2 separate regions of the Mus musculus genome follow, and region 1 is linked to region 2. The links are chromatin contacts, called in public promoter capture Hi-C maps. All regions are on one chromosome and are shown on one strand. Each heading gives the region's core, a stretch centred on a gene start, on an enhancer-like site or on the middle of the called end of the contact. The rest is flanking DNA. Distances are from core to core; before and after follow the strand shown. Region 1 overlaps Jaml (junction adhesion molecule like). Region 2 holds the start of Mpzl3 (myelin protein zero-like 3).

What was found. Promoter capture Hi-C pulls out the DNA fragments that hold promoters and counts their contacts.
Region 1: a contact with region 2 is called in a promoter capture Hi-C map of macrophages, with 9 read pairs. The contact joins the enhancer-like site here to the promoter of Mpzl3 in region 2. A contact is called at or near these places in 14 of 39 promoter capture datasets (the HPC-7 cell line, the SN4741 cell line, cranial neural crest and 9 more), 25 of 484 Hi-C or Micro-C datasets (CD4 T cells, CD8 T cells, bone marrow-derived dendritic cells and 12 more), 14 of 115 datasets of contacts at active chromatin or transcription factors (CD8 T cells, the SCID.adh cell line, bone marrow-derived macrophages and 7 more) and 4 of 9 other capture datasets (adipose tissue, liver, macrophages and 1 more).

What each region holds. Positions count from the first base shown.
Region 1 is chr9:45,091,026-45,097,977 of GRCm38.p6, reverse strand. Jaml (junction adhesion molecule like) reads right to left here. Exons shown (of 11, transcript NM_001005421.4): 6 at 4,121-4,233; 7 at 24-255. Among named protein-coding and RNA genes, the nearest start is that of Jaml, 15 kb to the right of the region's middle. Within about 2 kb of position 2,612, at least 21 of the 459 cell types and tissues checked have an H3K27ac peak or open chromatin away from gene starts, as enhancers often do. A contact at or near this core is called in adipose tissue, bone marrow-derived macrophages, granulocyte-monocyte progenitors and 3 more, where this site is marked.
Region 2 is chr9:45,050,215-45,057,473 of GRCm38.p6, reverse strand. It overlaps Mpzl3 (myelin protein zero-like 3), which reads right to left and starts at 2,293. Exons shown (of 6, transcript NM_001093749.3): 1 at 2,156-2,293. The coding sequence starts at 2,231. Mpzl2 (myelin protein zero-like 2) reads right to left here. Exons shown (of 6, transcript NM_007962.4): 6 at 3,431-5,596.

The DNA of each region.
Region 1 (6,952 bases), core at 1,363-3,862, 40 kb before region 2:
CTCTTTACCCAAATATTAATTACTTTGAAATTCGTCCTGGACCACATGCAGCACAATGGTTTTCCTGGACTCCAGCTTTCCCACGTAGATGCTGCAAGTGTAGATTCCTTGGTCAGACTCCTTCACTGTTTGAAGTTTGATTGAGCCATCATTGCGGGAGATGTCACCTGTCAGGTCTACACGGTTGCGGAAGCGGCCCAGGCTCTGGAATTTTCCACTACGCATGTTGGAGTCATAGCTCAAGACTGTCTCCTCCTACAAGGAAGGGTCAAAAGCATGAGGCTGGGGGAGGACTATGGGGGACATCTCACAGCTGGCAAGGCTCTGCCATGCAAGGGCAAGAAGAGGGTTAGATAACACAAAGTCGTGTTTGTTGACGTTTGGCCCTGGTTCTTCCTCCCAGCCCCTCCTCCCAGAAATAAGACTCAAAACTCAAAAATATATTTACAAATACCTTGGCCATAGAGCTAAGTCATCTTCTCTGACTAGATATAACTTAAAATAGTTCATCCTATAACTTAAAACATTCTAGCCTACATTCTGCCGCATGGCCAGTTACCTATGTGCAGGTACCAGGCATCCATCTCATCACATCTTCCCGGCGAATCTCCCGCCTGACTCTATCCCAGAATCCTTTCCCTCTTAAGATGCTCCCCCTCCAGCCGGGCAGTGGTGGCACACGCCGTTAATCCTAGCACTTGGGAGGCAGAGGCAGGCGGATTTCTGAGTTCGAGGCCAGCCTGGTCTACAGAGTGAGTTCCAGGACAGCCAGGGCTACACAGAGAAACCCTGTCTCGAAAAACCTAAAAAAAAAAAAAAAAATGCACCCCCTCCCATTTCCTGCCTAAGCCATAGGCCATCTGCCTTTTAATTGACTGGTGATGCGTCCATACAATACAAAAGATACTCTCACTACACTTGTTCATATGCACTTGTACAACACGTGTGTACTGGCGAAGCACACCTCAAACCATAAACAAGTGTTTCATCAGAAGAGGTAGGTTTTAAAGGGGTCCGTGGCTCCAGCCTGCAATCGTAGCTACTCAGGAGGCTGAGGCAGTTCAAGTGAGTCATTTAACCAGACTCTGTCTCAGAATAAAGAGTGAAAAGAGGGCTAGGGTTATGGTTGTGAAGCAGAGTGCTTGCCAGGGACATGTGAAATCCTGAGTTCAATTCCCTACACCAAAGCTAAGGACAAGAGAGGGACAGAGGAAGAGAAAGAAACAGACAGACAGTGTCAGAGACAGAGAGAATGAGAATATAAAGTAAGGTTAGTTTACTCCTTACTCTTCCAAAAAGAAAAAGAAAAGGCTTTTTACTTTATTGTGCAGCGCTTCCGGTTAGATTTCCCGCAGGCAGCTAAAGCACGTCTAAAACTGACTGTTACCCCCAAACCAGTTCCTTCCCGTCTATCCCACTTTCGGTAAATGGCAATGTCTTCTTCCAGATGCTCAAGCCAAAGGTCCTGGAGTCATCTTTAGCCCCTCTCTTGTGCAGCTTGTATTAACTCCCCAGATCATCTGTGCCCTCTGCCTTCAACATACACCCCCAGCCCAGCTGCCCCGTCTTGACTCCCTACTGTGGCCCTGCCAGGCCCACGCTAGACCTCATCTCCACCAGAAGCATCTCTGCAGCACCAGCTTTCTCACCTGCCTCCCTGCTCGCCCTTCCCCAGCAGACGACAAGCCTAAGATCCAGCAGGCGGCTCCTCTGCTCTAAACCCTCCCCGGCCCCTCATCTCTCCTAGAGCCCATTCCTGACTCCTTTCCTCTCTCACGTCTCTCTTCAATTCCATCACTGAATTCAGTTACCCAGAGGCCCAGCTACTTCATGAGAGCTGATCTCCAGGCTGCTGCTCTTGCCTCTTCTGTAACTAGAGCCCCCAGGCTCCCCTCTTCACCTTGCTCAGACCACTATATAAATGTCACCTTCATGAGGCTTCCCTGACTATCGACAGAGACTGCGAGCTTAATGGTTCTTCAGAGGTCCCAGAGGTCTGGGCTAATCCGAGGCTTTCCCTGAGGTCCTGATGTGTGGAGAAGGAACATGGCTCCTTCTATAAAACCAGGAGCATGCTTGCCAGAGCCTTTAATGGTCTGGGGCTAAGGCACAGGGGACTGTGGCTTCAGATCATGAGAACAGAATTTTTCCCACCGTAAGGAGCTATGGGTATTAGACTCAAGGCTAAGTGTATCCAGGTGGTAGTGCTCTTGAGACACCCTGTGCTCCCATTGTGCAACACTGCCTGATTAGCTTCCTGCTGACTGCATCCCATTGTACGATCATTTCTGCTGACTCTGTCCCATTTCTCCCCTAAAAACACAGGGTACAATGAGTGCTGTTTTGGTTTGGTTTTTTGCTATTTTGGTGCTTGCTTGCTTGCTTGCTTGCTTGCTTGCTTGCTTGCTTGCTTGATTGATTGCTTGAATGGACTTTTGAGGCAGGATTTCTCTGTGTCGCTCTGGCTGTCCTGGAACTAGCTCTGTATGCCAGACTAGCCTCAAACTCACAGAGATCCACCTGCCCATGCCTTCCAAGTGCTGGGATTAAAGGCGTGTGCCACCACCACCCGTCTTGGTGTGATACTTCTTTAAAAGCTTGCTTGCGTGAGCCATCAGCTTGTGCAAGACTTCCTGATGCCAAGCTTTCAGTTTCTTTACCTTCTCATCTCAAGGCCAACTCCCACTTAGGACCCTGCCAAGAAAGATCTCCCTGCTGGTCCAGGTCAGTTCAGCAGTGAACAGTACTTGTTCATACAGAGGACCCAGGGCCAGTTCCCAGCATTCACATGGTGGCTCATGGTTTGTATTCCAGTACCAGGGAATGTGATGTCCTCTCTCCACCTCCATAGACACCAGGCATGCATGTGGTGCATATACATATGTGAATGTAAATAAATAAAGATGTAAAGGTGGGACAAGCTCTTAGGAGTGAACTTGGGGCTACCCATCATTCCCTACCCTCTGCCACAATGCTGCCCTTTCTGATCCCCACAGATAGCATACTAGAGTCAGGTATGTGCCAATGTCTTTGTTATTGAGTTCACCTGGAATACATTTTAATTCATAAACTTTGCACTTTAACTTTTATCATCTATATGTCACCCATAAGACATGCTTGTTATATTTATTTACTGAGGGGCAGTTGCATGGTGTGAATGTAAAGAATCAGAGAACAACCTGTAGACTCTGTTCTTGCCTTCTACCATATGGGACCCAGGGACTGAACTCAGGTCATCAAGCTTGGCAGCGAATAGCATTACCTATTGGGCCATCTCACCAGCCTTCATTGTACATTTTGAGCCCTAAATACATCACCATGTCATAGTTGAGATCTGTTAGTCCAGTGAACTAACTTGCTATTTATTGCTTTATAATTCCCATGAGTTATCCCCCGCTCTGGCTCCCGAGGAGCTACCAATCCCAAGCCCTGGCAAGTTCAAACAGGTGAAGAAATTTTTCTCCATTACACAAAATGAGCAATGGAGCACCAGGCAAAGCTTAGACAAATGCACATATTAGGCTCATTAGGATAAGAATGTGATTGTACTCTTACACCTAGCCTATTACTTTCCTGAATAGTCCACAAAAAATAGCCCCTCTTCCCTTTGACAAAGATTGCACAGAGGGAAGGAGGTGAAAGTTATCTCAAATGCATTGGTCTCACCTTGTACAAAGCACTTACTATGTCCAACTACACATCGAGACTTGGGAATGTTAAAAGTTAAGCAACTTTCTATCTCCTCTTCCCTCTCCTCCTTCCCTCTCCTTCCCATGACTCCTCCTCCTCTCTTCATTTTTTCCTTTCCCCTCACCTTATTCCTTCTCCCCTCCTCTTCCTTATTCTCCTCCCTCACTTCTCCTCTTTCTCTTCAATCATATTTCCTACCAAGAACTCAAAGTTGCCTAGCCAGACAGCTAAAGCAGGAAGCCAGATCTGACAAACTCCAAGGCACAGGCTTTTACAATGTCACACACAGTCACACACACACACACACACACACACACACACACACACACACGCACGCACGCACACAGACTGAAAGCTGACCTTCCTCTCCTCGCTCTGCTTCCAGCCAGGGGCTCCGAGTACAATTACAATCATGCTTCCTTCTCCTTACCTCAGTATGGCTTCCTGAAGAAAACATCCAGTTTACTTTGGTCACCCGTTTCTCTTCTGTGCTCTGGATAGAACATCTCATCTGAGTTGTATCACCTACTCGGACTCTGAGATCTGGGAATAGAATGGCAAACTGAGTCAGGCATAGAGTATAATCAAATAGGCTTCCTAGACAATAAAGTCTGAGGGCCGGTGAAATGACTCAGTGGGTAAGAATGCTTATTCTGAAAGCCAAAGAACCTGGGTTCCAATCCCTGGTCAGTCATGACTGCTCATGGCCTTGGAACCCAGCATTCAGGAGCCGAGACAGACGGACCTGAGAGCTCACTGGTCAGCCATTCTAGCCAAAATGGTGGTGCTTCCTTTAGTGAGAGATCCTATCTCAAAGCAAAGTGGTGGGAAAAGATGGAAGACAACAAATACAACTGTGCCTTGTGTATAGGCAGCACACAAACACAAATAAATAATAAATAAAGTGTAGCTAAGGATTCTCAACAACAAAATGTCGCTGTCACCAAACATGTGAATAAAACATCCAAGAATCCTTTTCTTCTCTCAAAGCAACATGGTGTCCCAGCATAAGAGAATGGCTCACACCCGCCACAGTCACCATGTCTGAGGTTCCTGTTGCTTTTACACTCCAGTCAACTCTTTCTGCTTCCCTTTAGCTCCTTTATCTCTCCCCCTTTCCAGAATTCCTCTCATATTTGAAGTTCACAGTAAGCACAGAAAAAGCCCCCGCTTTCTGCTCACAGACATGGAGAGCCACCCCGGGTACAGCACAAACAGGAAGCACCAAGTCCAAAAACTGATTCTCATCTTTAACTTGCTCATTCTTCTAGTTGGGGGGAAAAGATGAATCATGGACAACTTTCTTTAACGTCTTGTACTCGTTTTTCAAGTTATTTTGGGACTGGCTTGAGATTTAGTTCTGGCTTCAACACAGATCATGAGACTCCTTGCAAATTAGACCAAGGAAATAGCCAGCTCTCCCCTTTGACTTCTCTCTGTTTCCTCAGCCCTCTCCAGAGCCCTACCTCCCCATCTGACCCCAGCCACCCCTTCCCTGGATTGTGCAAGCAGCTGACCCTGCCATCGTCCCTCTGAACAAGCCATTCTAAGAGGTCCCTGAAAGGAAAGCAAGCAAACTATTGCTAACTTTTCCACACTGCCTTACACAAAGCAACTATGGAGTCACCTAAGCAAAGGCGGGATGGCACGCAAGGAGGCACGAGCCTGTGTCTTAAGTAGACAGAGTTCTTTGCAAAGAATGCTAAACCAAGGTCGTGAGTGAACAAGCGCGGTGCATAAGCAGACTTCTCATCCAGGCTGCCTCCCTGGGAGAACACGAACTTCCTGCCCAGCAAGAGAAGAGGCTACACAGTAGGAAGAAAGCAAAAGAAAATAATGTGACCTTAAACTCAGTGGAGGGAATTCTTCTACAGGAAGTGAAAAGCCACTCCAAAGGCATCGGGAGAGAAGGGACTCCCTCTCCATTGTACGAGCACGTTAGGAACTGAACCCTCGTACTTTAAATCAATAGCGATAGTCGAACATTCTGAGTCTTTCTGACACCCTGAACATGTGCAGACACCTTACAGTCTGCATAGCAATTAGTCGTGATAGCATGCATGTTCAGTCCCTATGATCCCAGCCCGTCCAGTGCTCCATATCTGTTAAGGACATGCTCGGCCACAGAACATACCCCACCCCCACCCCTCACCTCCCCACCCCCGCTGAAGAAATTACAATGTTTCTAGGTTCTTGCTGAAGAAATTACAATGTTTCTAGGTTCTTGCTGAAGAAATTACAATGTTTCTAGGTTCTTGCTGAAGAAATTACAATGTTTCTAGGTTCTTGCCATATTGCTCTCTGTTTTACAGGGAAGAAGAGAGAAGGGAACCCAAAGCCACATGGACAGTGAAAAGAAAAGTCAGAACTCAAACCTGAATCCAAGCTTTCTGACTCGCTGTTCTCTATCACATCTCGCGAGTAGGAGGAGGCCTGGGGCTAAAGCAAAAGGACTGGAAGCTATTGTCGGGGTTTTTTGTTTGTTTGTTTGTTTGTTTGTTTATTGGTGTGTTTATGTATTTGTTGGTTTTTTTTTAACCTAAAATATCTGCGAACTATGGAAAGGCATTGAAGTAGGAGGAAGATTGTAAACCGGAGAGGACACCTTGCAAAATAAAATCACCGACGACTATACACACGGGCTTTCCACATGAACAGAGTCACCTTTATAAACAAGTGGACCACCATTCACCAGGCAACGAGGCAAACCCATTAGGGCTTAGATCTATCTGTTCCTGTTTTGACTGAAGGGGGAAAAAATATGGGTTGCCAAATCAGCGATTAAGGGAACACCTGACCATCCCAATGTGCTCCTAGCCGGTTTCCCGGACTACTTCGGTTCTTGACAGCGGCCCCTATTAGTCCTTCTTTATATCCACTAAACTGGAAAGGGCAGCCATGTTGTGGGCTGCACTTTGAGAAGGGTGTAGGTATGGCATCGGAGAACAAAGGTAGGAAAGGGATGCACAAGGAGAATCTTGGGGAAAAGCTAACATTGGCTTCCTCTCTTCTCCTGGAGGACCACAGCTCTGGAATTACAGGGAAAGAATGTAGGAAAAATGATAGGGGGAACACAAACTGGATTCCCACGAGGGGTGCTAGTTTGAGAATTTCCCCCACTATCCTAATGTGTACTGATTGCCTACACTCTACCAAGTTCTATGCCAAAGGCTTGTCAGAGACAGATGAGCGAGGAAGACAGGGCTGTGACTAGCAGCATGAGAGAGAAAGGCTAGGTGCTAGTGGGCTTGTTAGGGTTCTG
Region 2 (7,259 bases), core at 1,044-3,543:
GTCTCTGAAGAGGGATGGCGAGTAAACACTAGTGGGAAAGCAAAGCCCACCACCTGCGATTCAAAAGAGACAAAACGAACCAACAGACAACCAACCAGATGGAGCACTGCAAACACACCACGTGAAGAGAGCTACTCACAAAGGGGCGCGTGGCTGGTTCACTTTGTATTAAGTGCCCAGAGTAGACAAAAGTTTAAAGAGGCAGATTGGTGGTTTCCAGAGCCTGTGGGAAGGTCAGAATGGATACAGGGTTTCTCTTTTGGGTGATAAAAATGTTCCCGAAGTGGTTGTAATGATGATTGCACACCATGCACACTAAAAATTACTGAACTGTATTTTAGTGAATGAATAGGCCTGTGAACTACCCACCTTTGTTTTTTTATTTTATGTGTCTGGGAATTCTGCCTTTATGTGCAGCACTTGCATATCGGGGGTCTATGAAGGCCAAAGAGGATATCTGATTCCCTGGGATTGGAGTTACAAATCATGGTAAGCCATGACGTCAACTCTGTGACTCAAACCAGAGTCCTACAGAAGAGCAGCAAATGCTCTTAACCACTGAGCCAGCTCTCCAGACCCCTGGTTTGTTTGTTTTAAAGGCAGAATGTAAATCTATTCAAAAAAACCTGGAGGAGTGGGTGAGGAGTTTAAATCTATATCTTTAATAGGTTTCTACACAGTGATCAATAACTTTAAAACTATTAATAGAATGTGTCCATACTTGTACAGATCAGAGGCAACTCTATTGAATTGGTTCTCTCCTTTCACCTGTATGTAGAGTCTGAAGATGGAACCAGGTCTTTAGGCTTGCAAAGCAAGCCCCTTTACCTACTGATCTCACCAGCCCTCCAGAGTTAATTTGAACCATTTGTTTTGCTAGATTTGACACCTGCTCGTATATGTGAAATGACACTAGATCTACAAAAAGACACAATTTCTAGGATCTTTTTTTTTTTTTCTCATTGGGACAATATGTGGACATTTCTCCCTCCACAGCCCTGCTGTGTGTGTGTGTATGTATGCATATATATATATATATATGAGTTTATATGAGGTGACAGTAGGCCTGGCTCTGTTGTAAAAAGAACTCAGAGGGAAAACTGGACATTTATGATGACATAGGTAGCTGGGAGGGATCAGGGAGTGTGCTGGCAACATGCAGATTAGTCACCAGATAAACAAAAACCTCCTCATCTTACCTGATGAGACTCAGCCACCTAATACTTACACAATATTAAAGACCCCTTTCAGAAATGTCCATTATTTTCAGAGAAATGCTACAATACAACAATTCATTCTAATGCTAGCTATACCAGTATTCCATTTCTTAGGAAGACACACACACACACACACACACACTAATCAAGAGAATATTCGCATTTCAAAATGAAGCTAATTAGTTTGGATTGAAATTTAGAAATTGGAATAGCATGAAAGTAAAATTATCCAAACCTTACAATAGTGTCATTATGGCAACACTGTACTGACAATAGTTAAAAGATTCAAGTTTCAGAAGAATGGCTATGACTTTTCTTATACTTCAGAATGTTTAGAAAGTCCTAAGGTGCCTTTTCTTCAGCAATATGCCTGCTATAAGAAAAATCACACTATAACTCTTGTCTAAAATGTTTTATTTAAAAGCCCCTGAAATAAAATCACTAAGTCATGATTTTCCTTTTTTCCTCTTCTTCTTCTTTCTTCCTTTCTTTTCTTTTTTTTTTTTTTTTTCCTTTTTTTCCCTAGCCCTGATTGTGTCTCTCAAAATAACTGGAACACGAATTGCCCGGTTTCCGACCAGGGTGTAACAGCAACTCAGAACCCTGGCAGACAAGCACAGAGAATCTCACAAGAGCAGTGAGTGTCCGCCAAGCCTGTGCTCGCTGTGGTTTCGTCAAGGCATCATCAAGGCGGTGTCAAGTCTCACAAGGTGGTCGGGCTCTGAGAGCTGAGGGGAACCAACTCTCCGCAGTGGGAGGTGCTAGCCGGGAAAGAAAACCATCCCACACCCCCTCCTTCCCTTCCTTCCTTCCTTCCTTCGCAGAAGCCGAGCGGGGGCTTTTCTGAGACCCCCCAACCCGGAACCGGAAAAGCGACCATCTTTCCTGACCCCCCCGCCCCCTGCCGGAAGTGGAGTCCAGCCAGCTGGCGCACTCACCCTGGACGACTAGGATGCTCAGCAGTGGAAAGAGAGCGCAGCCACGGCCTCCTACTGTTCCTCTTGCCAGCTGCATCCCGACAGCTCTTCCGATACTTACACACCCTCTTTACGCCTCCCGGGGACCATGCAGGTGGTGCCGGAAGTGACGTCATGTCGGGAGTCACCTTTGAAAGAGCCGTCCCGGACCCAACCTCAATCAGGGACAAGGATTGTTACTAGAATCGTACCCGGTTACCCTCATCAGCGGTTCTTTGACTCTCAGGAGGATCTGATTGCGCTCTTCTGCTTCAGATTGGCTACAGACTGAAAAAACAGTTCTATTTTTATGGAATTCCAGGGAACCAGGCTCGATCCTCCGACTGTAATCCAGAAGTTATCTCTCTAGAATATCTAAGTTGAACCCTCACAAAAGATTCTCATACATTTGAAGTTCAGGAAAACGTAGGCGACCATCCAAGATCAGAATAAATATATCTTTTTTGGGTCCTTTGGTAAATACGTGCAAGCGTCGTCATTTGTGTACCTTTTAATGTAGCCATTACATCATTCAGAATTGGATGTTTATTAAATTACTGCAGTGACAGTGATGATGAAATCATTACAGTGTGTATTAAAGGAGAGGAGGAACTTGGGTTTGTGTATCTTTGCATTTTAAAAGTAAGGATATCATTATCACGGTACTTGACGTGGAATGAGACAGTCTAACATGCTCTGAAAGAAAGGGTGGAAAGGACCCCGCTTTACTGGTGTAATCACTCAATTCTCCTGGACCCGCCATGGTTAATGAAAGTAAAAGGGAATAAAAAGCCTCAGCTTTTGGAAATATTTCATAGCTGACATTTTCCATTGGCATACTTTACTAGACTTGGAAGCCGGTAGTTTTTTCTATGAGAAGAATCAAGAGTAGAAAAACAAATATCCTTGTTTCTAAAGTTCCCAAACTAAGTCAGGTAGGATGGCAAAAGCCTGTAAATCCAAGATCTGCAAGACTGGGGCAGAAGAACTAAGGACAACCTGGACTTCAGTCGTAAGACTCAGATTAGGGTTAGGTCCAAGAAATGAGTCTTCCAAATGTGTGCTATCATTTTGCCCATTTCCCAGTCCTCCAAAGCAATATGTGAAGCCTATAGAAATATAAAACTACTAGAAATTAATTTCATCAATTAATGATTGCTCTGCGTGTCTAACTCTACTATCTACCAAGAAAACTTGAGCAAAGTTAAACATCTTCCCTTGTTTTCCATTAACTGCTGTTGTGAATTTTGCAGATTTGTTTGTAAGCAAATAATAAAAATCATAGTTCTTTATTACTAAGGGTTTATTTACACAGTGATTCATGCATAATAAAAAATAAGTTACAGTACAAAAGTACTCTTAGGAAGGAGACACTGAACAAGAACCTGATATCCCATGAGTATTCAAACAAGACACAAGCTGCAAGTTCCCTGGAGACATTCTCTGTGAGTTTTTAACTACTTCATTACAAATATGAAATATACACAGGCCATCTGTTTAAAGAAATATCCAGTTGTTATATTCACAAGAGAAAATATAGCTCTAACTTGTAGCTTCAAAACTAGGTATCAAAATTTTAGACCAGGGTATGGTGGAACATGCCCTTATTCCTAGCACTAGGGAGGCAGAGGCAGTAGGATCTCTGAGTTCAAGGACAGCCTGGTCTACAGAGCAAGTTCTAGGATAGACAGAACTATATAGTAGTGAGACCCTGTCTTAATTTTTAAGGGGGGGGGAGGGAGAGAAATAAAAACAAAACCTTTTTTAGGCATTTTAAAAAGTGGAACAAGATGTATAGAATGAATTTCAAGACCAAAATTTATATTTAAATTATGCCAATTTGTTTGTAAAGACTGGGTAAAATTACAAGATCCAATATGTAGAAATAGAATCTTTTGGAAATTCCAGTTTGTTAAAAAGAAATAGTCTGTGTGGCCCAGTCAGTGAAGACTAAACCATCACATCGCAAAGATTCACCCTGGACCTGAACTTTTAGATGGTCTCTGTTCTCCAAACAATGCTAGTGTGCACAGACCATGTAACCAGACACAAAGAAGAAAGCCATCCCTCTTCTTTCCATAGGCCACTTGAAAAGTTTGCTTTATACTCAAATAAAGGGAAAAATAAAATTGGTTATTTCCATTTAGGTAGTCTTTGGCCCATGGCAAATTCTCCTTAAAGTAAGGTGAATTAAAACCAAAAGTATTTTAAATAATCTCTTCCAGTTCTCACACATAAGACTGAAAAAAAAAATGGTCATTTGCTTTGAGTTGGCCTTCTTCACAAGTCTATTTTCTTTTAAAGTTATCGTGTATCACGAAGTCTTCTAATAAATTGCTTAAGGGCTCCAGTCTGCAAATGAAGAGAATGTTGAGCTGGGGGTAAAAGGGAGCACACAGCAAGCACGCTGTCTGTGCTCATTACAAACCTACAGTCGGGCTAGATGTGGGGGTACACCCTTGAGTGAAGCACTTGAGAGCTGAGGCAGGGGGTGTCTCTAGGTTTCAGGCCAACACTGCATAGTCAGCTCTAGAGCAGCCAGCACTACATAGTGAGAACCTGACTAAAAATAAATAAATAAATACAAAAGTGATGCTGAGAGATTCATCCTGGTAGCACTTGCTGGTGTCCTGGTGTTCTTGTGACCTTTTGTCATTATTGTGCTTAGATTTGCGCTGTCATCTATAAACCTTGGAATAATTGACAAAACAATAAACCTAGGATACTGAAAAAAAATCAGTAAAACAAGATGTTTCCATTTAAAGATAGCCATGAAAATCAGACTTCCTGTGTGACTTTGGATTTTGGTATTAATCAAAAGTGGCTGGAATGGTTAGCTCATCTTTTTATGACTTAATTTATTTTTATCTTGGGGGGGGGGTATCTGCCTGCATGTATCACATGCATTCAGTGCCTGCAGACACCAGAAGAGAGTGTCACCTCCCCTAAAACTGGGTACTGATGGTTGTGAGCCACCAAATGGATGCTGGGAACTGAACTGGGATCTTCTGCAAGAGGATAGATGAGCTATCTCTTCAGACCCCTGAGCACACCTGTGTGCTGTTCTAAAGAAACTAAAATATGAGAAGGTATGTTCTGGCAGACAAGCTAGTTGGCTTCTTACCCCTCTGATGCACAGAAATATGGGAGTCACACACCATAGGAATGTGGAAGGACAAATATGTAACCTCTTGGTTTGCAAAAGCTAACACACAATTGCACTCTGGAATTAGATAGAACCGTAGCAACGAAGGTAAGTCTGAGTCTAGTAGCTCAGGCAGAACCCAAAGCTGCCAGGCAGGGGCGTTGCTCATCTGGGCAGGTTTGTGCTGCAGAACCTGTAGGACGACAGACAGGTCATCGCTGGAAACATTTCTATTGATTTCAAGGGGTGCTGATGGTGTCCTCAAAAATCCTCAGCTTCTGGAATACAAAAGTTTAAAAAGTCAATGTTCTTGAGAAGAATCTAAGAGGAATACCTGGCAGTGCCATCATCCACTCCTAATAGAAATTTGGTTTGGTTTTTTTTTTTTTGAGACAGAGTATATATCGTCTGTGATTTCTGACAGGAGATACAAATTTAAACAAATTTTAAAAATCTCTGTATCCCAGGCTGGCCTGGTCTTACACGCGTTCTCGAGACTGGCCAGGAAGAACACAACAAACCGGAATCTTCTGCGGCAAAGCTTTATTGCTTACATCTTCAGGAGCCAGAGAGCAAGAGAGCAAGAGAGCAAGAGAGCAAGAGCTTTATTGCTTACATCTTTAGGAGCCAGAGCGCAAAAGAGCAAGAGCGCAAGAGCAAGAGTGCAAGAGTGCAAGAGAGCAAGAAAAAGAACAAGAAAGCAAGAGCAAGAGCAAGAGAGAGCAAGAAAGCAAGAAAAAGAACAAGAACAAGAAAGCAAGAGAAAGAATGGCAAAACCCCGTCCCTTTTAAGGAGAATTATCCTCCGCCTAGGACGTATTACTCCCTGATTGGCTGCAGCCCATTGGCCCAGTTGTCATCACGAGAAAGGCAGAACACATGGCGGGAAAACTGCCCCTGCACGTGTGCAGATTATGTTTACCACTTAGAACACAGCTGTCAGCGCCATCTTATAATGGCAAATGTGAGGGCGGCTCCCAACAGCCTGGAACTCACTCTATAGAGCGGGCTGGCCTGGATCTGCCTGCCTCTGCCTCCCAAACACTGAGATTAAAGGTTTGCACCCGGCTGGAAAATATTAAGTTTACTCTCCCACTAATTCAGTTTTTATTTTCAAAGATTTTACTTAGTGCTCTTTATTCTTTATTACATGGTTTTCAGATCCAGTATGTGTGTGTGTGTGTGTGTGTGTGTGTGTATACATACATATATATATATATGATTTGGTTAGTTGGGTTTCGGGGGGGTAGGTGGTTTTTGAGACAGGATTTCTCTGTGTAGCCCTGGCTGTCCTGGAACTCCTTTAGTAGACCAGGCTGGACTCAAACTCAGAGATCCACCTGCCTCTTCCTCCCAAGTTCTGAGATTTAAAGGTGTGCGGCAATGCCCAGCCTAAACTCCAAATATTTTGTAATTTGTTTAAATTTGTATCTCCTATCAGATACCACAGACTATACTGCATGATATTAGTTGGTTAATTTTTCTTTAATGTTTTCCTGATTATTTCACTTTATGAGTATTCTGCCTGCCCATTTGTATGTGCACCATGTGTGTGCTGTGCCCAGAGAGCTCAGAAGAGGATGCTGGATCTCCTGGACCTGGTATGAATGGTTGCAAGCCACCATGTGAGTGCTAAGAACTGAACTCAGGCCCTCTGCAAAATCAGGAAGTGCTCTGAGCCGGCGAGCCATGTCTCTGATCCTTGGATCACTTACCATCATGACATAAATGACTCATAAAAAAAAATTTAAAAAAAAAACAAACCATCAGAGATTAATCTTTTCATCTAAAATGATTTATTGAGCTGGACAGATAAGATAGCTCAGCTGGTAAAGTGTTGTCATGTTAAAATAAAGGTCTGAGTTCAGTCATCAGAGCCATGAAAACAGTGGATATGGAGACGCATGCTTAGAATCCAGGCGCTGGGGAGGCAGAAAGGAG